Regions from separate parts of the Rattus norvegicus genome. Here region 2 is linked to region 1. The links are chromatin contacts, called in public Hi-C maps. All regions are on one chromosome and are shown on one strand. The core of a region is the stretch at or near the end of the contact, and the rest is flanking DNA. Distances in the headings are between cores, read along the strand shown.

Region 1 (4,632 bases), core at 757-3,256:
ACTAAAGGCTACCATAGGCAGTCCAAGGTGTGTTGGGAAACATCGGTACAGAAGTGGGATGATTGCTATGCTGTACTGTTATGCTGTGAGTTACAGGATCCCAAATTTTTGACATTCCTGAACTTAATGAACCATACTAGCAAGTTGTGCTTCACTCAAGAGCTAAACCGGAGCAAGAACGCCATGCAGCTGATACACTCCACTCTGGTGAGCGACATCAGTTTAAGCATGCCACACCATGTCTTGAAACCATGACAATTAAAACTAGCTAAAGCGATAAGAGGCTGAGAGAAACACAAGGAGCAGCATTGAGCTGTACCACATAGAGACGGCAATGCTACTTAAGGGGCAGAGACAGATGGTGTGAGAAGGAAACCAGTCATGGAAATGGGTGCAAACAAGGAGAAGCAGAGGAGAAACTCTGAACCCCAGACCTGGGACTCTCACCTCACTGACTGGTGCCAGAGACAGCACTGTCAACTTTAAGTTCCTGAGGGCTGGCTGCACAGGGGCCCAGGCTGTCTCCTCACTTCCCATTGTAAGGTAAACAATGGGCCACCTACCACTTATGGGAAACCTCGTTCCTTGTCACCTAAACTTGACAAGTAAATCACCCAGCCATAAGCAACACATAAGGAGAGAGGTCATGGCAGCGCTGCTGATCTTAGTTCAGTAACTTTTGAAAGGATCACAGGAGGTAAAACAAAAGATGCTTTTCTGATTATATTGTTTCCCTACTTGCTTAATGTGCTACTTTTGTGCTAAAAAAAAGTTCTCACACTGTAAATACTGCAGTATATCTACAATTCCATTTAGCATTATAGTTAAGAACATTGTTAAACTGTGTCAATATTCTACCATTACATCTGTCTTATAGTCAGATACATGAGTCATTTTTTAATTTTTCACAGCTACGATGTTGACATGATCATAGTTTAAAACTGGTTTTGTGCACATTTCTCATGATTTTCTCAGAATAACTTTCTTTGAAGTAGATGTGGCAAGTCAAAGAAGGGACTTATTTTAGTTGCTTATGAAACACATCATCAAATTACTGTGGAGAAAGATTATATCAAGTCTGTCTCCATGCAAGGGCCCTTTTCCCATCTTAGTTATCATTGTCCCATTTTAAAAATTAATTCGTGTGGGTGTTTTGCTTGCATGTATATCTGTGCACTTGTGTATTTAGTACCCACAGAGACCAGAGATCAGATTCTCTGAACTGGAGCTACAGACAGTTGTGAGCGGCCACATGGGTACTGGGAACCGAAGTCCTCTGCAAGAACAGCAAATGCTCTTAAATCCTCTCTAGCCCACCAGCTGTTACACTCTTTTAATTTTTGCTTATCAGATAAACCCAAAGACAGAGTTTGTCTGTCCTTCGGTATTGCCTTATCAAAGAGTTGAACATTATTTCGAGAGCTCTTGGGTCTGAGTCTTCCTTCAGCCGTCTATTCAAGAGTCTCTGTTATGGCGCCTCTGTTCAAGACCTATGCTTGCTATTTTAATCCAAGTGCCATTGATAATATTGGTCCTTTGATGTTCCAGATAAAGCACCAAGAGAACACACAGTGGGGTTGGCAACACCGGATATTTGCTGAGTAGTTCGTGGGTGGGTCCAAGTATCCATGCCCTAGCCCTGGAGCATGTCACAGACCCGTGCTGAATGTCACATCCGGTCCGCTTACTTTTTATGTTTCTTTGCCTCTTCCTGTTCAGGCTCCTCTGCTAAGTATGAAGGAAGGCTTCGTGTGGTCCAGCTCTGCAGACGATACTATCAGATACTCTCACCAAACAAGATGGCCATCTCTTTCCAGCTCGTTGTCCCAGACTAGTGTGGGAGTAACTGTCTGAGCTGCATCGAGGTGCTGGGGCACTCATGGGCCCGGCACTAATCCCTTTGTTACTTGGACTGATCAAATAACTTCTGTCTCGTTTTTTTCTCCTCACCTCTGGGACTCCAGTCTTTGTACCCAGCCCCGCTTTTACTTATCTGAACTTGTTTACCCTTCCTCTCATTTAAACCCTGTTTGCCAACCATTCTAAAGACTTCGTCATGCCCTCTGGGCTACCTTCCAAGTTTCTCTTTTTGCTTGCGATGCCCTTTTTATGAATTCCTTTGTTCCATGACCTGACTCAGTGCTGGCACCTAGCTAAAGTTTTTAAAAATGTCTTTTTGACTAGGGAGAAAAGCCACTTCAACCATAACAAGCTTTAATATTTGTAACGATGGTATGAAGACACTGAGAAATTTAGTATCTATTGGTGGAACCTGCCGTGCATAATAGAAAGCCGAGACTCTTGGTTTAGGGTCACAAAGGAAGGTAGGATTCACTCTTGCTAATACAAAGATGACTCTTTCAAGACAGAACCGGTCTTACTGGGGTTTGAACTCGGTTAGAAAAAGCATCTGAAGCTGCCTGTGGTTGCCAGCTGTGATGCTCATTCACAGTGATTGGAAGAAAGTATTTTAGTGGCTGTAGGTAAAGGCTGCCATCCCCACAGAGAGCAGTTGAAGTGGAAGAAAAGAAAGGGGAGATGGTTTGGGATTGATTTGCTTTGTTTGTGACAGGATGTCTATAGTTTTCATTTTGCTAGCCCTGCTTCCAAAAGCTGTCCAAACGTGTCATTATCTATTAATATTTTCACAAGTTATTAGGCTATACATAAGATTTCTCCAAACTCTTAAATTTTCTTGGCTACTTAATGAGGTACTAAAGAAGGTTCAACAGAAAGGTCATGGAAAACTTCTGGAGACTTCTAATGTAGGGGAGTAGCAGGGACAAGTTTTCTTCTTGTGCCCTGTCAACCACTCACTCATAGGAAATCGTCAGCATTCTGCGAAATTGCTTTCTAGAGCAACTGATTCAACAGAAAGCCAGAAATTGGAGGAAGATGCTACAAAACCTTTAACATATGCGAAGTTTGTCAGAGGTTATTGAATTTCTTTTCTATTTAAAATTTACAGAGTTGAAACATAAAATGAAACAATCCATTCATTCTTTATGTGTCAGCTGGTTGAAAATTATTGAACATTTAGTAATAGTTACTGAAGGTGGGTGGAGTGCAGGGAAGCTGAGAGGAGAGAGAGTCAGGTAGAGCAGAGGCTCTGGAGAGGAGGAGACAGCAGTTCACACAGAACAATCATGAAGTCTTCCGTTTAGGGTTTCAGTTTCTGATAAGAACATGACTAGTTTTTTCTGAAGATTACATATTCCAACTATGAACTAAAATTGGGTAAGTGTGATATTCCATTCAGTGGAAGAGCAACGAGCCATAATTAGTAATCATTTTCTCCAGCCACATTCTATATATCCACACCGGAGCTGAGCCCGCACGGCCAGCCGCTTTGCAGATCCTTTTCTTATAAACTTAGTTCCTATCTGTGGCTCTCTGTGTCCCAGGCCCTACATCACCACAGTCTGTCCTACTTGCCAGTCACATCGGTCCAGTAGTATATACATTGTCAAAGGGCAGAGCATCATCAGACTTTTACAAGTAGCCTGGGATATGCAGTGAGCTCTAGGACAGCCTGGGTTACAGAATGAGACAAGGAAACAAACAAGGAAAAATTACTTAAAATTTTATGGTCTGTCTTCCAAATACAGTATACATTTCTTGGACCCTGGATTTTGCGTTAACAATATTAGGTTTCATACCTTATATAAATATAGGTCCTCAAAATATTTATCAAGGACCTCATATTTTAATAGGAGTAAAAATGCCGCTCATCCTGACTCCATAAAACACTGGGGCTAAGTTAAGCAAACGCGCATGCTAAGAACTTGAAGTAGGCATCTCTTCACCATGTCTGCTGGACCTCGTTCTTAGACGTGTTGCTTTGACCCCTCACGTGTGCATTTAATACGTTTGAGCTAAGTCTCGAGTCACAGCCTGAGTGCTCTGGGGCTTTCACACGGATGAATAGCAGTTTACCTGTCTGCTGCTGGTGCCCACACAGACTGACCGCTTTGCCTCTCTCTTCAGTGACTCTGTGTGAGTTTCGAAAGTGAAATCCATATAGTGCTCCATGCCAGGGAGCAGGGTGTACTGAAGTGGGGGGGTCTCCCACTCTCTGGAAATGAACTGCACTTCTGTCCATCCTATCTGTAAAGGGACGGAGAAAGCTGCTCAAGCGGAAGCTTGTTGCTTATTAGGGAGGGCAAGGGGCTGGAATAAAGAGTCCTGGGCGTTTTGGCTTGTTTTATATGGAAGGAGGGGAGCTCTGTCAATTAGTTGGTCTTAATTAGTTTTGGTTAGAGAGAAATAAGTTTCTGACTGAAGTCCAAAGACAAAGGGGAGGAAATGAAGAGACCTGTGTCTTCCTCCGACTGGCTGGCCACCCACTGTTTGACAGGCTGTTCACCACAGCTGGTACTTGTGATAGCTTCCGTCCCTTCTCTACTGTTGGGTGTCTGCTTTCCGCTTCTTCCTCTCAAGTCCTTCACCAGGCCATCTGGAACTGGGGAACAGTTCCAGGCTTCCTTGCCAGATATGGGTTCCTTCCACTGCCTGGATATGGGTTCACTCTTACCCTCATCTCCAGGCCTAGTCACAGGTCTGAGACCGGATCTTAACTGCCAAGAAGTGATATTTCAGAGAGATAACCTTTGGAATACAGTTCTCTTGGCC
Region 2 (4,632 bases), core at 760-3,259, 57 kb before region 1:
TTCTTGTACCTTTATAGTTTTGGTTATGAGCCTTGCCTTTAACAGCTGAGTCATCTCTCCAGCCCCTCTTATCCCTTTATAGACTGTCATTTGCCTATGAGCCACGTCTGTCTCCTCTCTATCCAGAGCAGTCCTTTGTCCCACTCCTGGACAAATAACCCTGACCCCTCTCCCTTGTTCCCCTCCCCTTCTTCCTCAACCTCCATCTCCTGTTTGTCTTTTATTCCCTGCCCTCTGTCCCTCTGGGGCAAATAAATCCCCTTTGTGCTGAGAACTTGGTCTTGGGGTCCCAAGCTGATACTTTTCCTTTCAGTGGCCATTTAGGAAGCTTACAGAAGCTCTCTGCAGTTAGAGGGAAAGCACCTACCCAACATTACCAACTAGAGCATCCCATCAGATCAGTGATACGCCCTAGGACTATGTAATCCTCCAAATATGTCTGACTTTCTGCCATGGACACTCCGGATCCACTCATGCACTGCAATTTCTTTTTTAGGATTTTTTTTTCTTGTTATAAAAACATTATGATGTATTGGGCTAGAGAGATGGCTTGGTGGTTAAGAGTGCTCCCTACTCTTCCAGGGGACACATGTTCTCAGCAACTATATTAGGCAGCTCATAAGTGTCTAGAACTCTAGCTATAACAGAGCCAGTGAGTGCCCTCTTTTAGTCTCTATGGGCACCAGCTCACAAGTGGTACACACACACACACACACACACACACACACACACACACACACACACACATAATCTTTGCAGGAAATTATATTTGGGGAAAAACTTAAAATTAGGAGGGAAAATCCTTACTCTTGCTGTAACCACAGGAGTGCATGTCTGGGTTCATTTATGTATTACAGAATTGCAGAGGCACTGTGATAGGGTTTAAATCCGAACCATGTTCCACAGGCTCCTGTTCTGAACACTTGACCCTCACACCCTCTGCTTTTGCAGGGCTACGAGTCAGTCTAGAAACCCCTTTCCAAACCCACACTCCTGAAGCTTCCCAGACTTCCCTGGGCCTATTGGCAGTTCTTCAATGTTTACACCAAGCTGCAGAAATCCAACTGTGGCAACCAACCGCGCTCTGCCCTGATAGGCGGGTTGCATTATCTATTTTCTCAGTAGAGTCTAAGTTTTCTGACAGGCAGACGCTGCCATCCTCTTTTCACTCCAGGACTACCAAATACACAGTGACCTCCAAGAACATGAAATTCCCGTTTGCTCTGTGGAGGACGCCATGGATTTCTCCGCCTCTTTGCAGGCAAAACAGGACGCCAGTTGGGAGCAGCCTTAAATTTAGACACAACTTAGCAAATCCTGCCTGGCGACAACTAGAAACCAGCTGGACAAGTCCAGAGAAACAGTCAGATGTGGGAGGAGGACCCTGCTGAGATTCAGGACAAGCCCTTCCCTTCCCGTTTCTATAAGGTTCCACAGATTCGCGTGTTCTGCACTGCGGGCCTAGGAGCGCCAAGGGATGAGTGGGCTGCTGAGTCAGGGAGGAAGCGCGCCCTGCAAGCCAGGAAGGGCCATCTGCATCACGTGACGGCACCGCCGCGCTCCGCAGGACCCCACGGGCGCCATTTACTCTACCTACCCTTACCTCCTTCACCGGGCGGAACCCGTGGCCCGGCCTTTGAAGTTAATCACCCAACGGTCCTCAGTGGCATCTCCCGCCCCCGTGGGTGTCGGGGAGGAGGGATGGGACGCCGATAGGAGGGGAGAGAAGGCGACACCCACAGTGGGGAGATAGCCACGCGTGTGGACAGGGACGCGCGGGGACGGCGACGGGCGCTGACCTGGTGGCGAGCTAGTGAAGTTCCGGCCGTCCGAGTCCACCGACTGCAGGAAGAAGTAGCGCACGGGCAGAACGGCGTCGGCGTGCAGCCCAGGCCCCCAAGCCAGACTCCGCGGTGCGCTCACGCGCGCCCCGGTCCCCGCTGCCACCAGCAGGGCGAGCTGCAGCGGCGGCAGCAGCAGGGCCCGCCGGACACCGAGCATGGTCTCCCGCTCTCAGCTCCGCTGGCCAGGGAGGGGCTGGAGAGCCCTATCGAGGGGACACCCGGGGGCGGGCCTCTGCCTAGAGCCGCCCCGGGCGGGCCGGGCGCGCGCCCCGACCCCGACTGGGTCGTTGTGCACCGCGCCCAGGCCTCAGGCTCGCCAGCCCTCCACTAGTTTCCTAGTTTGCCAGTTTAGAGAAAGGCAGGGTTTGCTTGTTTTTAAATTGCTTCCTCTTTTTTTTTTTTTAATTCTTATTTTATATTTTAGAGTTTTTCCTTTTGAGAAGGAAGTCTCCCTCTGTATCTCAGGCTGGTTTTGAACTGATGGCAATCCTTCCACCCCATCCTCCTCCAGTACAGTGAAATTAAAGGTGTGTAAACCAAGCCACCATGCCCTGTGGAGAAAACTGATTGAGATAGGGTTTTCACTGTGTAACTCCTGCTGCCCTGGAACTCTCTCTATAGACTGACTAATCTTTAATTCACTGTCATCCACCTGCCTCCGTGTCCCAAGTATTGGGATCAAAGATGTGCACTACACCCAGCCCGGAAACTGGTTGAGATGTGGCTTACAGTAAGTGCAAACCAGGGTTTGGTTTCCAGTGCCACAAGTGGAACGAGAGGAATGGCTTCCCTGTGAGGAATTCCACAGGGATTCTTGGTTCACGCACAGGCCCGCCTTTTTCACTTATTTGTGCTTGGCAGCCTCCGACCCTGAAGTCATTGGAGTTGCCTTTCTGTCCCTTGTCTTTCAGTGTTTAATGGTGTAGAGCACTTGGGCTGCAGAAGGCAGGGTCTGGGCCTTACCTTGAGAGGGTAGGCAAGCTTCTCTGCAGAATTGGCCACCTTTCCTACCCTGCCCACTTTGGGTGGCCTGGGCAACCCACTCCTGAGCCTCAATAGCCAGGAAGAACAGTCTCCCCCAAGCCCCTGTTTGTTCACTCTTGCTAATTATTTTTTCTTCTTTTCATCCGCATAGCATTGAAATTTTAGGAAATATTTGTTCTTCCCAGGATGAGAAATCGGGAAGAACTCATCCTGTAGAACAGACGGAGGGTTTCTGCCCCTTCCCAGTAAGTCTCAACCCAGAGCATATCAGAACCAGGTCCCAGGCTTTATTTAATTGGGCTTCTTTTTGAGCTTGGGCCCAGGTCACCAACCCAATTACCACCCACAGGTTAGGATAGAGGCCAGGAGGAAGAAAACACCGGATGCCTGTGTGCACGCCACAGTGCTGGGGTCTCCGGTTAACCTGACGTCCACCACTGAAGTTAGAGACAGCACTCTTCAGAACCGGGGACAAGTCCCTTGTAAACTACAGGGCAGCAGTGCCCACTGATTTGTCTCCTGGAGTCGCTTGCATGCTTTGATGGAATGCCTGCTCTGCTCCAGTTAGCATTTATAAATAAATAAATACCAACACACACACACACACACACACACACACACACACAAACACACACACACACACACACACACACACACACACAAAACCTGTGTAGAACATGTTTTATTCACACTCTGGCAAAATTGAACTTAAATTTTCTTCTCACAGAGAAGTGAACCGAGAGTTATCTGGCTCTAGGTAATAGTGAAAGACGGCCTAAGAAAGTCTATAACACTTGAAATGACACCTATTGGATGGGGGTGGGGGATTAAGCAATTGACTTCTAAGACTGCAACCAGTCACCCAGTGAACAGTAATTAGAAGGACCGTTAAGTGAATGTCTCAAGCCGCAAAGAATAATCCTTGGTGCTACTGGATGAGCTGGTCCCCAATTCAAGCCCACTGCCACCTCTTTGCTATACCTGAGAACCTCCAGGAAGCGATGTTAGGCCAGGCACTCTGATGTCTCCAAGCCGCCCCTTTTGTTTTGAATAGCTGTCAGAAAGATCGGGCACATTTCCCCTTACTAGCTTTGTAATTTTCCTGGGAAATTTCATACTTAAAAAAAAAAATCATCTTTGAAGGGGCTGGAGAGATGGCTCAGTGGTTAAGAGCACTGGCTGCTCTTCCAGAGGACCCAGGTTTTATTGCCAGCAACCACATGGTGGCTCACAACCATCTGTAACTCCAGTCCTTCAAGATCTGATGCCCTCTTCTGGCCTCTGTGGATACTAGGCATGTACGTGGTGCACAAACAGGCAAAACACTTATACACAAAAAGATTTTTAAAATAATCTGAGGGTGGTAAATGGAGGGCTAACGGTATCCTGGAGTTGAGTCTGTGACTTGTCTATCGATAGAGTTGCCTACCATGTGGGTTCTGTCTTCAGAAGCACAAACCCAGGAAAAACCAACAAAGGATACAGTGCATCTGTTTACGTTCTTTACTTCCACAAAAGTATTGTCTTAATATTTCACTGTCTATTCCGTATTCCACACCTTGGGAACAGATCTGAGGAAACCATAAAAGGGTTATTTGACAGTTTTGACAAAGTGCTTATTGTGGCTTTATTGTTTCGGAATAGAATTATCAGTCACACACACAAAAAACCTTTAAGTAGTAATACAAACTTGCAAAGTAAAATATTTACATATTTATACTGTACATTTAGATAGGACATTCTATAGCTCCACTATACAGTAAACTCCAAGCACCGAGGCCTGTTTGAACATACCGGCATCCAA

The links. A called contact is a pair of places that touch in the nucleus more often than the background predicts.
Region 2: a Hi-C map of liver shows a contact between it and region 1, with 3 times the contacts expected there. The contact joins the promoter of Poglut3 here to the enhancer-like site in region 1. A contact is called at or near these places in 8 of 12 Hi-C or Micro-C datasets (the A7r5 cell line, the Rat2 cell line, Schwann cells and 4 more).

Annotation. Positions count from the first base shown.
Region 1 is chr8:62,614,110-62,618,741 of GRCr8, reverse strand. The region is part of intron 1 of Exph5 (exophilin 5); the gene reads right to left. Among named protein-coding and RNA genes, the nearest start is that of Exph5, 21 kb to the right of the region's middle. Within about 2 kb of position 2,006, at least 7 of the 93 cell types and tissues checked have an H3K27ac peak or open chromatin away from gene starts, as enhancers often do. A contact at or near this core is called in liver, where this site is marked.
Region 2 is chr8:62,671,366-62,675,997 of GRCr8, reverse strand. It overlaps Poglut3 (protein O-glucosyltransferase 3), which reads right to left and starts at 2,009. Exons shown (of 8, transcript NM_001025123.3): 1 at 1,800-2,009. The coding sequence starts at 2,001. It overlaps Exph5 (exophilin 5), which reads right to left. Exons shown (of 6, transcript NM_001427285.1): 6 at 4,423-4,632.